Linked DNA regions of Hordeum vulgare: region 1 is linked to region 2. Evidence: chromatin contacts called from public Hi-C data. All regions are on one chromosome and are shown on one strand. Each heading gives the region's core, a stretch centred on a gene start, on an enhancer-like site or on the middle of the called end of the contact. The rest is flanking DNA. Distances are from core to core; before and after follow the strand shown. Region 1 has its middle 56 kb from the start of LOC123449243. Region 2 has its middle 49 kb from the start of LOC123449242.

What was found. Hi-C and Micro-C count contacts between places; a contact is called where the count stands out from the background.
Region 1: a contact with region 2 is called in a Hi-C map of leaf, with 4 times the contacts expected there. The contact joins two enhancer-like sites. A contact is called at or near these places in 2 of 6 Hi-C or Micro-C datasets (leaf and seedling).

The regions. Positions count from the first base shown.
Region 1 is chr4H:520,563,398-520,568,734 of MorexV3_pseudomolecules_assembly, forward strand. No RefSeq gene overlaps it. Among protein-coding and RNA genes, the nearest start is that of LOC123449243, 56 kb to the left of the region's middle. Within about 2 kb of position 3,619, at least 3 of the 3 cell types and tissues checked have open chromatin away from gene starts, as enhancers often do. A contact at or near this core is called in leaf and seedling, where this site is marked.
Region 2 is chr4H:520,213,995-520,219,053 of MorexV3_pseudomolecules_assembly, forward strand. No RefSeq gene overlaps it. Among protein-coding and RNA genes, the nearest start is that of LOC123449242, 49 kb to the left of the region's middle. Within about 2 kb of position 3,222, at least 3 of the 3 cell types and tissues checked have open chromatin away from gene starts, as enhancers often do. A contact at or near this core is called in leaf and seedling, where this site is marked.

The DNA.
Region 1 (5,337 bases), core at 2,369-4,868, 350 kb after region 2:
GGGAATCCATGCCCATGACCTGCACACTACTGAGACTGAGAGAGAAGTCCAAAATATAATAGATTTGCAGTCATGGCAAATCAATTACCTGACCACTTTAGTGACTTAAAAACTGTGATAAAATCGCATGTGCATGCGTGCAATGCACAAGAAAGGGTTGAAATACCGGTATACCTGCTCCCCTTCCAAAGGCCTACAAAGACGAGAGATCCGGCTTCTCAAATCCCAAGTACTCGGGGACGCCTGACGAAAAAGGATAAGAGAGATTTATTACAGCGTGTCACCAAAGTACCCCAAAGTGAAACGGGGAGCTAGTCGAGACCTGGCATAAGTACGGAAATTCCAGTGCACGACATTCGGTACTTAAACTTTCCCATAAGGGAAACACCCAGCAGAGATGTGTGCGCACACATCGGCACGGGAAATCTAAAGGACCTTGCTCCTAGAATGGGAAATTTGGTAGAGCAATTGTTAGCGCCAGATGCGCCCCATGACGAAATGGCCATAGATTATATTTATATGAGGGAGTCTCTGAACCGAGCAACGTTGAGTGCCGACATTAATTTTGCTACAAAAATTGCCTCAATCATAGATCTTGACCCTCAGCCTAAAACGCTCGCCGATTGCAAGAAAAGGTCGGATTGGAAAGATTGTCCGAAGGCAATTACTTCTGAATTATTATCTCTCAACAAAAGGAAGGTGTTCGGACGAGTTTGTCGAACTCCTCCCCCACATTCGCTTTGTTGGCCATAGGTGGGTTTTTCTTCGAAAGAGAGATGAAAATAATAAGGTAGTACGGTACAAAGCAAGGCTCGTTACTAAGGGTTCACTCAACGACATGGTGTCGATTTTGAGGAGACCTGTTCCCCGGTCATGGATGGAGTTACCTCTAGATACTTGATCTCAATGGCACTAAACATGGGCTTGAAAATGAAATTAATGGATGTTGTCACTTCTTACCTATATGGTAACTTGGATTCGAACATATACATGAATTTCCTGAAGGTATCCATGTTCCGAACCATGATAGAACAAATATGAGTCTATACAATGTTCAACTTCAAAAGGCATTGTACGGACTTAGACAGTCTGGTAGAATGTGGTATAATCGCCTAAGAGATATCGTTCATCAGAAGGTCTGCACGAGCAATAAAGATTGCCCATGTATTTTTGTACGACGATCCCAAGATGGATTATGTATAATCTCAACGTACGTGGATGATTTAAACATAATCGGTACACCTAAGGATATTGAGGAAGCAACTCCCTACCTGATGTCGGAATTTGACATGAAGGATTTGGGTAAAACCAAGTTCTGTCTACCTGATGTCTGCAACTTGAACATTCCCCTGACGGGATTCTAGTGCACCAGTCGGCCTACGCCTAGAAGGTGTTGGAAAGATTTGAATTTGATAAGGCATATCCTTCTAAGACCCCGATGGCCGGGAGATCTTTACAGCCAGACAAGGACCCGTCTAGGCCTAAGGAATAGGGGGAGAAAACTCTCAGACCAGAGGTCCTTACGTTAGTGCAGTTGGAGCACTCATGTACCTTACAAACTGTACACGACGAGACATTACTTTTGCCGTCAGTTTGCTCGCTAGGTACAGTTCTAAACCTACCAAGAGACATTGGAAAGGTATCAAGTACATCTTCCATTACCCACAAGGGACCAAAGATCTTGGCCTATTTTGTAAAATGAATCAAGACCTATCTCTTATAGGTTACGCCGACGCTGGGTACCCGTCGAACCTGCATGATTGCAAATCACAGACGGATAACTGTCCAAGGGGGAGTGTTGAAAAACTACCGGGTCGATAGGAGCGGCGCGGCCTGACTCGGCCAGCGTCCTCCCTTTGACCGAACGTTTCCCACTTAACGTTAAGTGGACATTTATCCCCCTTACCTCTAGGCTATATAAAGAGAAGAGCACCCCATTGTGCAATACCCTGATCAATGATTAATAAAGAAAGACTCCCCCCTACTTTTCTGTATCAACTTACTTTCTGTATCTGTGCATGATCGATTACGACGCTCGCTCCGCTCGCAACCTTGAACCGGACTCGCGGCAAGAGTTATATCTCCGTGCGGATTGGATTGTCAATTTTCGGGTGCTTTTGTGTGGCTGCTCTGGCAGTTACGTTGTGCGACTACCAGTGGGCCGTCTGGTATCGGGCTACAGCAACCGTCCGAGGTCATCCATGTCATGTACGTGTCCGATTCAATGATGGGTGATGGACCCAGCCCGGAACCGATCTCTGATAGTAACAGCCTGGTGGCCGGTGCCGGTGGGGATGAGGAGTTATTCCAAACCGCGTTTCACCGTGCAAAATAAAACAAGTGGAGAAACTACAGCTGACGTTCTAGTTTGGACTGCTCCAGAACTTTCGACCCGAATGACGTTTCGGAACTAGTATTCTGATGGGAGCTTTCTTTTGCACGCGATTAATTTGATGGGATGGCGGGTGGCAAATCAGAAGAAAACGATCAGAATTCACGACTTTAGTAAAAATATATGTGCGCCGTTACATCGTGAGAGACGTCAAAACTTGTATGCAGTGCCAATGATACGGGCACGTATCCAGTGTCACTCGATGCTTCCAGCCCCTAAAATGTCATTTGCCCTTGGGTTTCTATATGGAGTAGAAATAGAATATGTCATCGCTTGCCAGTCAAAACACGATCGAGGGAGGCATGGGGTTAAAATATACTTAGTGGCAGTATCATGAGTATCCAGGCTAGATAGCCCATCGATCCGTCCTAAAATATGCAGACGGTACACGCGGCATCTCCCGCCCCTCACGGCTCACGCGCGTCCTACCCTTGGACGGAGCAGCTCGCTAGCAAATGCACGGCGCGTCCGGACGGGAAGCCGGCCGGTTTCCCGTGACCGAACGGGACGGAACGGGGTGCAGTAATCTAGTCCGACGAGTTAACGCCGGTCACACGCAGCGCATGCCACCGCGCGCGCTCCCATCTGCATCCCGAGCCGAGAGGGGAGTTCAATGTGGCGCCCCACTAGCCGTGACGCGTCGCCGCGCTCCGCATGGCGCCGAGATCCCTGCCGGCCGGCTTCGGCATTCAAAAACAACCGTCGTTTCGAACCTCTCGACCTTGGCTTTTCCCTGATCATCAGTCAGTCTGCGTGTCCATGCCTTGATCTCTGGCTCTCCGGATCGGAGCTGGCGCCACAGCGTGGCTGCCAGACGCAATTATTGAAAGAATGTTCGTCGTGTCCGGTAGGCTGGCTGGCATCCCTGCAGCGGCAGCGTCTGCTTCCTTGGCCAGTGCTCCCTCCCTGCATGCATGCATGTAGCCGTGCGGCTGCTGTGGATCTGGACGCAACTCATTCATGAAACGGGATCCTCAAATCTCGGTCCTCATCGCGTCAGACTGACACGGCGCGACGCGTACTGAGGAGAGATCTGTTCTTGGATGATATCTTACGGAGCGGTGGTACTAGCTAGCTAGCAGATAATAAGGGGTGGATGGTAAGGGGTGGATGCAACCGGCGAGAGCAGGTACGCCTGCGGCGCGTTGGCGGAGCGAGAGCGAGAGCGAGATGGAGGGACCATCCATGTTGCATCCGGGGCGATGGCGGCAGTACTAGGCTGTCTCCCATCATCATTCGGGGTGGATTTGGTTGTGGATATGGTGGTGCAGCCCACATGACGCGCCGGCCGGGCCGGGCGCCCGTGTAACAAGCAAAAGCAAGACTCCCTGCAGACAATCATTGGCCGCAGCGGGTCATGCGTCTCGCTCTCACCACCTCCCTCAATTAGCCAACTGTGGAGCAGAGCAGGGCAACTACGCTGCAGGTCGACGCTTTCTTTCTTTCTTTATTCCCCTTCTCGTAAAAAGAAGAAGAAAAACCGTCTGCTGCCGCTGCACGGCCATGCTCCGCCCCCTGCAACTGTCCACTCCACACCGAATTATTAGCGTTTGCATGGCAAGCTAAGCTTTGGCGTGGAATCCGTGTCAACAGTGACGAGGCATGGCCCCCGGCGCCGGGCAAAGGATATGGCCCGTATCGTATCGTATGGGCCCGTCCCCATCCCCGTCCCCTGCTGACTATTCGTGCCTATCCTGTACGTACATAACAAGGCATGCATGCGGCGGTCGATTGATTCGCGCCTAGTGCAATCAAATCCCGCTTCCAGGTACGTACACGTACGTGCGTACGTGCCGATCCCGTCGAGCTTGACATGAACGTACCGCACTGTACCGGCCGGTAGGGGCGAAAGATCGCCTCCGAGTGGAGCGAGCTGAACTGGCCCGTCACGTACTGCACTGCACCGTCGGCGTCGGGTCATCGCCGCTGATTTGAGGGCGCAAACGGGCGGTTTGCAGCGGAGGGAGGGAGGGAGATCTGGCCGCGGATCATCGCGTTGCCCCCCTCGGCTGCTTTTTGCCGGCGCATCACATCGGGCGAGATATGGGGGATATATGCGGAGCCCGGCCGGAGCTCGATCGGCCGAATCTGGCTGACGATCGGGTCGACCTGCCGACGGCTTGCTTTTGAAAGGATGGAACAGGTGTTTCCGAAATGCAGGATGCATCAGAGGGACGACAGCGCACGGTGCAACGGGGACGGACGGATCCGGTGCTGGCTGCGGTGTGTGGCATCAACGGGTACCAACGTCTGCAGTACGTCCGTGGCGTCTGGTGGGTCAGCCGCGCGCGCTATGGTTGTGAGTCCGACGTAGCGACGGGTCCGTCCTGTCACGGGCAGATCACTAACGCATACGATCCCGTCTGTTGGCTATCCCGCGGCCATGCACGTGGGATAAGCGACGGCTGATCCATCCTGCTACCGACAGCCAGCCATATGGATCGCAAATTCCCACCGGGAGCGATATTATAGCTAACTTATTACTCCCTCCGTCCAAAAATAAATAGTACATCAACTTTATACTAGATTTGGTATAAAATTGTATTGAGCTTAAGACACTTATTTTAAGACCGAGAAAATATATTTACATATATAAGTCAACAAAATTGTGGGTGCGCACGTACGTACATCCAGAGTACATGGAGACGGCGGCAGCTGTTGGCGACGGACGGCCCTTTGATACACCCGCGGTAAGAAGAAGGTTGCTCATTTTCTCCGTTCGGGCACGGTTCATCGCATTGATGTCGTGTGCCGTGTTAAGCGTGTGTCTGTGTATGACAAATCCGGTCACCAACATTTGGACTTGGCAAACCCGGTTCCCTAAACTTTTAGAACATTGTCGGATGGCACCTCAAAAGTCCTACCGGAGAGCCGAACTTCTCGTATCAACACTTGAAAATTCATACATATCGATCACATAACAAAAAAAACGCATCACCAATTCA
Region 2 (5,059 bases), core at 1,972-4,471:
TAGCACGTCATCGTGTGACTAACTCCTTAGTCACATTGAGCTCATGATGATGTTCTACCGAGTGGGCCCAGAGATACCTCTCCGTCACACGGAGTGACAAATCCTGATCTCGATTCGTACCAACCCAACAGACACTTTCGGAGGTACCCGTAGTGCACCTTTATAGTCACCCAGTTACGTTGTGACGTTTGATACACCCAAAGCACTCCTACGGTATCCGGTAGTTGCACAATCTCACGACCGAAGGAAAAGATACTTGACATTAGAAAAGCTTTAGCATACGAACAATACGATCTAGTGCTATGCTTAGGATTGGGTCTTGTCCATTACATCATTCTCCTAATGATGTGATCCCGTTATCAATGACATCTAATGCCCATGATCAGGAAACCATGATCATTTATTGACTAACGAGCTAGCCAACTAGAGGCTTGCTAGGGACACTTTGTGATCTATTTATTCACACATGTATTACTGTTTCCTGTTAATACAATTATAGCATGAACAATAGACGATTATCATGAACAAGGAAATATGATAATAACCATTTTATTATTGCCTCTAGGGCATATTTCCAACAATAGAGGCGTCCATGTTTTTGTTTTTAAGACTCTATATAGGCGTCCACGTATTTCTAGTATGTGCACTAGTTATAATGAGCCGGTCCATGTGAGATTCCCTTGGTCTCTTCTATATGCAAAAGATCGACAATTTAACACAAAGTGCGTTAAATTAAATTTTCAGGACGATGGTTCAGCAGACAATTCTTTGCTTAAAAAAAAGAACTTTACTATAAATCTAACCTTAGATTTTTTATCATGACAAATCAAACTTTTTATATAGCAAATTATTTTTTGTCGAGAATTACAAGTTTAGCTAACGAAAATGACAAATCTGTCTCAGTTTATTTTTTTGCCAGAAAATAACCGTACTTGCAAACTAAATTTGCCATCATCGCGTCAGAATAAATTTCCATGAAAACATCAGATTTATACCATGGCTAAAAATCAAACGCCAGTTTTCTTGAGTTTATGAAGAAAAACGAAAGGGCAAGAACAATCTCATCCGGAAGCCCATCGCAGCGACTCCCACACAAGAATCCTTTTCATTACGCGCTATGGCCGCACGGGCCGCCCACGAATTCTCCACGACTTTGCCACCGGCGCCGGCGGCCGACCAAACTCCACGGCGGTTGTCATCACACAAGACGCACAACCGTAGGCAATCAGGCCGCTGCCCCCCAATTATGAACGAATCGACTCCCCAACCTCAACCCCAGGACCGGGATGGAGACACTCACACTCACGTACTGCTCACCCGGCCATCACCACCACTAGCAACAGCGCTCAAGCCGCCGGCCGGTGCACACACAGCACCAGCGAGCCGCCGGCCACTCTCCACCCGTCGCCCGGTCAATCCACCCGTCAATGCCCAACACGGCAGAAACAATGACGCTAGCCCGACTGTTATTCATTCATATCCCTGTCTCCTCCTCCTCTCCCCGGCCGACACAGCTTGGCCAAAAGGCGCCGCGCCCTCGTCATCCCGCACGGCGACGGCAATGATAATAATTAGCCGGAACTGCTACGCCTACGCGGTGGTTGATCGACGATCTCACGATCGCCTCGCCATGCAATGCAGCGCACGAGCACGATTACTTGCCGCCCTTATCTGCTTCGCTTCGCTTGGCCGTAATTTTCAATTTTCAACCCCCGCCGCGGTCGAATGGCCGTTCGACGACGCACGCACGCACGCATCTATTGCCGCCTTTGACATCCATCGGCTTCCTTCCGGAGTGCGTCGTACATACATGTCGTATTGCTCGGTCCATCGTTGCTGCGCAAAGATCCTTATCCCCGTGCCTTCCAGTGCGTCATGATAGCGCCCGGGCCATTCTTGCTTGCACTGCCGTGTCATGTGTGCCGCCAGCCATGGAATGCTGGAGACGACGCCTCTGACCTTCACCCTAACTTTATTCCTTGTTCTTCACATTTTTCTTTCATGATGAGTATGTCGTGTGATCATTTTCCTTTGGCACGGCGTGTATAGTTGATGGTTCTCAACTTGTACTCGATGTCTTGAAGATTAGACATGTTTTCTTCTTCTTCTTCTAAAGAATAAAGATTAGATAAGCTGTTTGGTAATCTGTTATAAACAATAGGGCCAATTATTATTATACAGTACAACAAGATGTGCTCTGTTCGACGAAGTTCTTCAGGGAAGAGGAGGGCCTTTTTACGGTCAGAACGGGTTGGACTAACGTAAGAAGGAAATGATTGGGCGCGATGATTGGTGGTTGCTGACTATGATCGATTAACCTTCTCTGGACACCATCATATACTTTCCAAGATATTATGGAATGTCCTTGCCAGTACCCGATTGTCAAAGCTGACGATCGAGCACACCACCAGGCGGGGCGGGGAATTCCAGCTCGGTCGACACGCACAAGGCAGCAGGTCAGCTTCAACTTCGTATCCGAACAAACAAACAAACAAACCATTTCATGCCTAGTGGGCTCTTGATTTTTCAGAGCACGAAACGTTCAGACCTTCCAGCACCATCTTGGCCGCACGTTTTATTTTTCCTTTTGAAAAAAAGGATACTGGCTTCATATGGGAGCAGGTGAAATCCCGTGATCTCATCTCAAGTAAATTCTTTTTGTTCTCGACGTCTTGATCCTTCAATCTTCATAGACATTTCTTCAAGTGACCACATATGCATATCCATGATTTGACAAGGTTATCTTTGGCCAGGATCACTTATTTTAGCTCACACCCTTTTTGTTTCCCTCTTCACACATTACGCAATCAACCTGCCGGGGGCTCATTCTAATCAGTGACTGAGAACACTGTCTCGTACGTTACTAATGATCTCCACCTCATAACAGCTAGTCAAACCCTAGCCTTTTCAAAAAGGCTTGCCGCCAGCCGAAGGCTACTAGTTGTGATAAGCACTTGACGTTTGACCTACGGATGATGCATCACCAGGAAATGCCTAAAATATGCAATGAGATCTAGTCCCTGGCTTGTGCACTGCTGCTTTGCGTCCATTGTTTAATGGCGAGTACCGTCTTTGACCTAAAAATTAAGTCCAAACAAACAGGAGAGCGTTATCCATAGTCCCTTTCAGATGGCGGCCATATGGCGCATTAAGATACTATAACCACTACTTTACATGACCAAATGATTGGCCTATTCGTTTGTTATTGCACTAATGGAGGGGTGGTTTGGCCTAGCCTCTCAGATGGGCCAATTCAAGCAGACAGAAAGCAAACAAAAGATATGGACATGATCTCAGGTTGCTATTATCAATCATTTGCCTGTTTACTTCCTGCAAGACACCTAGAATCTCTAAACTACAAAACTAAAGACTTCTCTGGAACTAATAACTGGTAGGTTTGTTCATATCGAGGACATATGTTTATGCCTCAAAATCAGAAGTGAAGTTTCAACTGCTGCAACATGAAATTATTATTATTATTATTATTATTTGCTTTTCGAAAAGTCCAGGACAGTATTTTCAGACTTTTCTTAGAGGATATTTTGTAGGACAGGCAGGAACTAGGGTGGTACTTTTCCTCGATACATCATTAATCAGAATTTCTTTGTGCTCGTCATGCTGTCCGAAGTTATTCATCGGCATAGGATTCCTCAGGACCCTTGGCTGCATTTTCGACAGTATTGCAGGTAATCTGAACACACTTTAGGCACATGGAAAAAAAATCTATCCTGATGCCTTATCACTTGGAATCCTTCCTGGGGCGGGAAGAATTTAGTTCACACGCATGAGTAGATTTCCTCAATGATCGAGATACAAAATTCACCTTTGTGTCAACTACACATGGAGACTTTCTCTTGCTCAAAATCATCACATCATTGGCCAGGCTTTTGTTTACTTGGGCAAACCGAATAGTCGACAGCAACTTGTGACTAGGATAGAACTAGATAAGAACCTCATTGGGGGAATGCTGCTACATGATCAACCTTTTCCTGGAGAAGCATCGATGAATACAAAGCTCTCGATAGGCGTAGAGAAATGATGATTGGTCATCTTGCTAAATCAAGAGAAGGGACAAGTTAGGCAGCGCAACTGATGCATCAACAACCATGACAAGATATATATGACTGGTATGGGTGCAATACTAAACATGTTTGTTTAGTGGTTGGATAATCAAGCTAGCTAGGTTGATGATTGACAAACAATAGCTAATGAACAATTAACAATGGAGGATTAGTTGAGCAGCTATATCAGCTGATCTTCAATCAATCATGAGAATGGACAAAGACAAAGCAACAATAATATAGACATACAAATGACTGCAGATATTCAAACACTTGGATCTTGCATGACACGGAACGAGCTTGCGTACAGCATGATTGGTGCGCAATTGGTGAGAAGAATCATGGAAGGCACACACAAACGCAAAGTATTCCATTTTCTAATTGATCTGGAAGAGAATATAGTGGTGAGGTCACGGTTCATGCATGCATGCACCATCAATAATTTGAGCTACTAGTAGGAGATCCTTACAAGACAGTAGCACTGGAGCTCTCACTTATATCGTCATCTCAGGATATTGCAGGTTGCTGACCGATCAGTTTTGGGAGCTTTATTCGATCTGCTCTATCGATGCCCAACATGATGGAAATTCAGATTCAATTTTTCTTCATCCATATACATTTTTTAGTTTCTTTGTAATTGAGGAGCATCGCTCCCAATTTCATTTAGATGTATATTTTTTTCCCAAAGGGGATATATATATACTAGAAAATCCATATGATAAATTATCTCCGTCTCAAATTACTTATGCTAGATTTGTTAGATATAGATGTATCATGTCTACATACATTCGTATCCAAGAAAAATAATTCGAGACGGAGAGAGCTTTAAACCGAGGGACAAGTCCCCGACCTAGATGAGACAGTACGTTGTGAAGACATGACTACTAGAATGGTTCACTTGCATGTAGTATCTATCTATTGCTCTATTTATCCTTTGGACGACAATAGTCAGATTTTTGTAACTATACATATCAGCAGTCTATCTAACATATAAACTG